2 separate regions of the Gossypium arboreum genome follow, and region 1 is linked to region 2. Evidence: chromatin contacts called from public Hi-C data. All regions are on one chromosome and are shown on one strand. The core of a region is the stretch at or near the end of the contact, and the rest is flanking DNA. Distances in the headings are between cores, read along the strand shown.

What was found. Hi-C and Micro-C count contacts between places; a contact is called where the count stands out from the background.
Region 1: a contact with region 2 is called in a Hi-C map of leaf, with 2.3 times the contacts expected there. The contact joins the promoter of LOC108487543 here to the promoter of LOC108487378 in region 2. A contact is called at or near these places in 2 of 5 Hi-C or Micro-C datasets (both in leaf).

The regions. Positions count from the first base shown.
Region 1 is chr10:96,096,834-96,100,638 of ASM2569848v2, forward strand. LOC108487543 (50S ribosomal protein L28, chloroplastic-like) reads right to left here and starts at 2,340. Exons shown (of 2, transcript XM_017791914.2): 1 at 1,880-2,340; 2 at 738-1,140. The coding sequence starts at 2,081. The coding sequence ends at 908.
Region 2 is chr10:95,918,105-95,921,712 of ASM2569848v2, forward strand. LOC108487378 (phosphate transporter PHO1) reads right to left here and starts at 1,497. Exons shown (of 15, transcript XM_017791706.2): 1 at 1,022-1,497; 2 at 200-280. The coding sequence starts at 1,279.

The DNA of each region.
Region 1 (3,805 bases), core at 1,090-3,589, 180 kb after region 2:
TTGTTTTCAAGCAACAAGTTTTTGTTTTCTTATAAACATATTACATATGCACAATTCAAACAAATCAATTCTCTTTGTCGTTATTTTGTATAAACATGTTCTTAGCTTGATATAATGGCGGACAGCATGCATGTTACTATTATTTGATGAAAACAAGCGTAATTCCAGAGAAAAATCAATCAAAACTATCTTTAATCAAATCAAAATATTCTATCCAACAAGCAAGTGGGGTATCATATTTGATAATAAGAGTTAATCATTTACCAATTAAATGTGTTGATAGTTAATGTGATTGTTAGAAATATGGTGAGTAATATGAAAAACAATGAGGATGCCAAATTCCTAACAACTTCCCTAATTCCTAGTTAGCTTTCACATCTTCCTCAATCATTCTTCTCGGATTTCTACAACCCCTACCCGAGATTGAGCGGTTTACAATCTTTTTATCCTGTTTCTTTACGGTCATGCCTCTCTTCTTACTCGGTTTCCTTCCACTCTTATCTAACTTCTCTTCTCCATGCTTTGTTTTTTTCAGGTTCAATCACTAGAGGCAAACTCAACTTAGGATCATCGGATTTGTTAAGGAGGTGGTGAGGGTGGTAGAGTTCGGCACCACTAAAAAATTGTTGGTTACATGCAGTTATCTTAAATCTCAATCTTTAACCAAGCAAACCTTCTAATCTTAGGTATGCCTACATCTGTAATTTATGCCTCATCCTCCAACAACTAAAGAGCAATAATCAGAATCATGATATTCTCATTTAAACCAAAAGGAGTTGCATTAAAGAAGAAGAAATCAAAATAAAGGGAAAAAGACTTGGAATTAGCGAAAGGCTTAACGAGGATTTTGTTTTCTTCGAATATAGTTTTCGAACTACAACCTGAATTTAAAAATTAGGTTACCTTATCATTCCTTGCAAAGATCAATTCCAGCTTTCTTAGCAACAGCATCCAGTCCGTTCTTCTCTATGGTCTTCAACGCCTTGGTCGACAAGCGCAGTTTTACATAGCGTTTACCAGCTTCCCACCAAACCTTCTTGTATTGGAGATTGACAAACTGCAATTTCTTTGTCTTGTGGTTCGAGAAGGATACTTTGTTAGCTTTGTTTGCCTTCTTTCCAGTGAAAGGGCATACTCTGCCTGAAAATGATCAATCAACATATGAATAACTGTTAACTATTCATTGGCTCTAATTTAAATCAACAAATGTTCGTTCCATTCTTTCAAAATAGTGACATCCTAATCACTAGTGCTATCTAGGCCTAATGAAGATTGCCATATACAAATATATGTTCGAGTATATTCAACTTATGTCCTTTACTCATGTCCAAATACGCTTCACATACAGGTGTAGGACAGAGGCGCTTTAGAGAAAATGAAGAGTCTGGCTAACATAACTCATCACTCATACCAACAGAACTAGACATCACGTTTCATTTCACTTTCATAAACTCTAATTTATCTAGTTCAAGCTTAGAATTAGCATGCTATGTAACGCAAGGAGGTTGCCAATAAAATGAGAATATATATACATATATTCAAATGCAGACAATTCAAGGATTCTAGCTTGGCATTTATGTCTTCTAAATATTTTCCAAAATGCAACTTAAACAGAGGAATTTGACATTTTCATTTAAAATTTGCATTCAAGTATACAAACCCAGATATATTATTTGAATTTTTCACTAAAAGTCTTCTAAAATCACCCACTTGCATTACAACATTGTTTCTTTTCAATACCATAATGAAATTTTACATAATTGAAAAAGAAACATTTAGAAAGGAGCAAAATTGAAAGCAACCCGGGAACTTAATTGTAAAAACTGAAATGTGAAATAAAAATATTAAGAGTAAGATGGAAAAGAGAGGAAGGATTTACGAGCAACAGGCTGGAGAGAAGGAGTGAAAGGTGAGGATATGGATTTGAGAGGTGCCACGTCAGGGAGGTTGCAGGAGAGTTTGATGCCACTGAGTTGAGAAGAGAGAGAACCCAGAAGATGTGGAGATGGGCTTGCCGTTAGGGGGTCTGCTTTCTGAAACCGAAGGAGTGAAGTAGTTCCCAAAGTGGCCAACGTTGCCATTGTTGCTCTCTCTGTCTACCCGTTTCTCTCTTTGTCTGACCGCTTTTTTCTTTTGTGAAGGAAGGAGACAATGCGTGGATACTGGCTAGGATAATGATTTTATTTTTTAAAAGGAATAATGATTTTAATGAGAATTTAATTTTAAATTTTTAAGAGTTTTCAACCTAGCATTTGGTATATTGGTCAAGGATGATCAGGTTTGGATTTTGAGGCGCGGCCGGATTTTGGGGCGCGGGAGGCAGCCGTCTTTAGAATTTTTAGATTTGTAGATTTTATATATAAATTATCATATATTTTAGATTTAGTGTGTATATTATATAACAATTGACCCCTTGGTTAAATTGTATTTTATATAATTTGTCCCTTAAGTCATATAGTTATATTTTATATAGATAAAGTATTTTCAGTTTTAATTATATATCTTAAATAATAATAGTCAAATATTAATGTATGATGTACCTTGAAAACTAAATTTAGAGGTCCAATATGGACTTTAAAGTTAAATTCTAAAATTAATTTATTTGACGCAAAAATCAAGTAGGTATTCTACAACGTCCAAGTGATACCCAATGGGGATCTCATTTAGCTTCTCTCAATAGCTTGATGAGGATATTCGATTATGTCTGTGTTGTATTACAAGATATCATCAAATCCAACAACCTTACTCAAATGGGTGAAGCTGATGGAATAAATGATGCAATGACATCTGTTGAATTTGTTTTCATCTTGCATTTCATAATTGAGATGCTTGATATCAGTGATGATTTCTATCAAGCATTACAGTATAAATCGTAGGATATACTAAATGCGGTGCAGCTGATGTCATCAACTTAAACACTTCTCCAAAAATCCAGAAAACATGAGTGAGATCCTTTGTTTGAGAAAGTGAAGTTATTTTCTAAAGAACATGAGATAGAAGTCCCCAGTTTAAGTGCTCCGTACAAAGTTGGTCGAGGTCGGTCTCACATCCAAAGAGATAACTTCACAATTGAGCATCACTATCGATTTGATATATTCATTGTTGGTATTGTTTCATTGTTAATAGAAATGAATTCTCGCTTTAATGATGAGGTAGCGGAGTTACTTGTTCTTAGCTCTGCTTTGGATCAACTCAATAATTACAAAACTTTTCAGGTGGAAGATATCTACAAACTTATGAATGATTTTTATCCAAATGATTTTACGAAGCAAGGAAAGCTACACATGAAGATTCAACACATGAAGATTCAATTGGAGCATTTTCAATTTGATGCTCATCAAAGTACAAAGTTGTAGAAAGCTTCTATAGTTGTTAAGTTGTGTCAAGTGCTAGCTAAAACAAATAAGTCAAATATTTATCCTATTCTTGATAGAATTATTTGTCTTGTGCTAACTCTTCCCATGTCTACTACAACAACCGAACGAATGTTTTCAGTCATGAAAATTGTGAAGACAATGCTTCGTAACAGAATGGAGGATGAATTTCTTTCAACTTACTTGGTGGCATAAATCGAAAAAGAGATAGCTTAAGAATTTTCAACAGATTCTATCATTGATGAGTTCAATGTTATATAAAACAGAGGGTGCAATTTAGGATGCCTAGTATTGAGAAATAGGACTAAGGCCAAGTTTTTTTAATTTGATTTTGGAATTATAATGATGTTTGTGATATGTTTAGTATAGTATTAGTTATTCTTTTTTGCGTATTGGAAAGAAATATTTAATTTTATATAGTGTGATTTTTT
Region 2 (3,608 bases), core at 247-2,746:
CTTTGGTCTAACATTCAAAGATTAATTGTCCATTTTTTTAGTAGAAGCGGTAAAATACAATCTATCTCCTACTATGGGGACTAAACAATTAAATACCCAATATTCAAATTTATCAAAAGCCGACAACCAAAGTTATCAATTAGAGGGATTAAACTTTGAAAGTGTGAAAAGTACAGGGACGGGGTATAATTAAACGTACCTCATCTTCTTCAGAAAACAATTGAAGGAGTTCAGTTTGATAGAGTACTTCTTCATCTGAATCCATGCTTTTACTCCTTACCTATAACATGAAAAAAGTATATAATGAAAAGCACTGGTATATATATGGAAGGCTCATGCTTTGATGTCCTTTTCACTGGTTTTTTGGGTATAAGCGGTTGTTTTCCTTCGTCTCTATATTCACGTTAGTTTCGTGATATTATAACTTGAAACCGTTGCTTATTTGCTTTCGTGACAAAATCAGAAATCTCTCAAGGAAGTTTGCAAATAAAGTAGCCTAAATTATGATCACAAATAAAGAAGACAACCCCCCATTATATTGATCTTCAAGATTCCATCCAACATTATACTAAATATATCCAAGAATGTAGAGAAAGGAAGTGTTTCCAATTATGAATTTTTTTAAATATTTTGCAAGCAAATGAAAGTGAATAAATATAAACGACAAAAAAGATGTAATAATTCCACTAACCATATAACTTAACTATAAAGTGTAATAGTTGAGTTGATATTAATCTTGAATTTTAATTTATTCACAAAATATAGAGATTCGTCACGAAGCTTTGATATATGGGACCCATTGATCAAACGGTGAGAAAATCGGTTTGTGAGGGGGGAAGGGAAATAGTATTAGTGTACGTAGGCGAAACAATATCTGCAGAAAAACAATAGGGAAGGGAAAGAAGAAGAAAAATATAAGAGAAGTTCAATTTTCCACAACTTTATGTGGAAATCAATGAAGAAATGCAAAAAAGGAGCAGAACCCAATTTTCCTGTTGTGATTCTTATTAATGATTTATACCTGAATGATCTCATCAGTATTGTTGTTGGAGGAGGTGAAGAAGTGCTTGGTCGTTGATGCTACTTTCAAGGCGATGAAACGAATAGGGTCGAGGATTGAGCGACCAAAATCATGGGTAAACTCGACTGAGGCAATTTGTTTGTTAGTCCTAGACAGCTTGATCTTCTTTACATGTTTCTTGAGTTGCCAATAGTTAACGAAGGCTTCTTTCCATTCAGGGATTAATTGAGCTTCAAGCTCCTTTGAGAACTTCACCATTGTTGTTGTGTTGGTGTTCTTCTATTTTGTTATTGTTGGTGGAGAGAAAAAAGAAATGTTGGTGGGAGATGACAAAGTGGGAAAATGAGAAAGAAAAAGGAGAGAGAAAGAGAGAAAGAGGGCATGGAGGGGTTTGAGAGGGGATTAGTGAGGTTTATATATAGAGAAAAAGAGAGAGACATACAAGAGAAGAGATAGAAACGTGTGGAGAAAGTGGAGAGTTAGCTTGTTCTTATTGGAAAGGTTTTTATATGTTCTTACTCCCTCTATTCTTCTCACTTTTGAAATTTAGCCCCTAAGGAAATTTTGTCTTATTTAAAAATTAAGCCCATTTAATAACTCCATACAAATTTAACAAAAGTCAATTAATAATATTATCTAGATTTTAGAGAGCTTTTGGTACGATGGAAAGTGATCAATTTCTTTAAAATTTAACTAGTGGAAAAGTGATTCCACATATATTAAATTTCCTTAGAATATAGCTTTTCTTTGCAGATGATTGCGAGTTACTTCCCTTCGACTCTAAAGATATTATTTCGTTGAATAATGGTGGGAATGTAACTTTCTCGTATAGTTGATAAGTTAAAACTTATTTATGAGACAAAATTTCCCTTTTCTTATTTATTTATTTATGTGGAATACTTTTCAACACAAAATCATAAAAATTATTTAATTTTAAATATATTTTAAATACTATCAAAATAAATTTTAAAATATATTCTAATGTACATACATATTAAATATTTATTTTAAGATAATTTTATTAAACTATTTTATTTAAAATAAATAGATTAACTTACAAGGTTATTAATAATAAAATACTTTTTATTAATAATAAATATCATTTTTAAATTAATAATATTTTATATTTTATTTGATGACGTAATTTTGAATTTACCCCACATTTCTAGTAGAGTGTATAGTGAATAAAATGTATCAATGTAAATTTCTTGGAAATTCGATCTGTATTTTCTTATGTGTATCAATTATATTGAATCATATTCTAGAAAACCATATCAAAGTGCTATCTTAATTTTTAAATTAGACAAAGAAAAATGACTAGATTTATGAAATTAAAAGTAAAATGACTAAAGAGTAGAGCGACTGGGCATTATTAGACCTTATTGGAAATTAGTTACTTTTTAATCTCTTACATACTATTTGCATTACGAAATTCAAAGGCGAAAGGAAAAAAGTTGAAAAAAGGTAATTAAAGTTAAAATTGTGTTTTGATTGGCTAGTTTTGCTGTTTTTATGGAGTAATACAGTAAAGGTAAATAATGTGATAATGTGTGAAAATTGGAGTTATAAAAATCCACTCAAACTTTACTGGGAAATTTTGCTTTTTGGATTAAAAAGTACAGCAAACTTTTGGCACCAAACACACAAAATAAATAAGAAAAAAGAAAAAAAAAAAAAAGGGAAAGTTTTACATTGGTGCATCAATAATTTAATAATGGATTGTTTTTTAGATTTGGTCAAATTTCACAATTCCACATTGATACTTTAGCAACGTTGTTATTATTGGATGATAAAAGGAAAATAAATTACTATGATGAGATTCCATTTTATACTTTTTATCTCTTAAAAATAATTATATCAATTAGATTGAATTTAAGGTTTTTTTCCATTTAATTAAGGTCTTTTAATGGGGTTTGAAAATCTTGTCAAGAGCCAATTCTACCGTATATAGACATATCATCAAATTTGATCTTTTATTGAATTAATATTATGAGCTAATTAGATATTAATTTAATTTTAATTTTTAAAGGAAAATATTATTACGGGTGTATTTATGTAGTTGAATGTTAAAAGAAACTACTTAAAAACGCTTAAGTGTGAGCTTAAATTTTAAAGATTTATTCCTCTTCTTTAATGTAAAATACACTTATTTCATATGGTTGAAAAATATCCACTTACCCCTTATGTTCGAAAAAATAATTCCAGAAACCCTTAAAAGTCTATTTACTAAGCAATTTTTGAATAAAATATAATTATACCCTATTATTATTGATCTATATAACTATTTAGTTTATTCATTTCTCTATTTCTAATTAAAATAGAAATTTAATTATGCATTAAATTGCTATAAATCTAAATATATTTGACTTCTTTCATAAAAAAATGTGTTTAATTTAATTATATATTAATCTTGAGAAGAATTCATTAAAATTATTTTTATGTAAAATTAACTAGTTTTGCCGTTATTGAAAAGGTTCTAATTGGAAAATAAATTTATTAATAGAAAAATAAATACATGTCAAAGTTAATATATATAATTGAATTAAATTTAAATATTAATATTTAATTTCATAAAAATTAAATACAA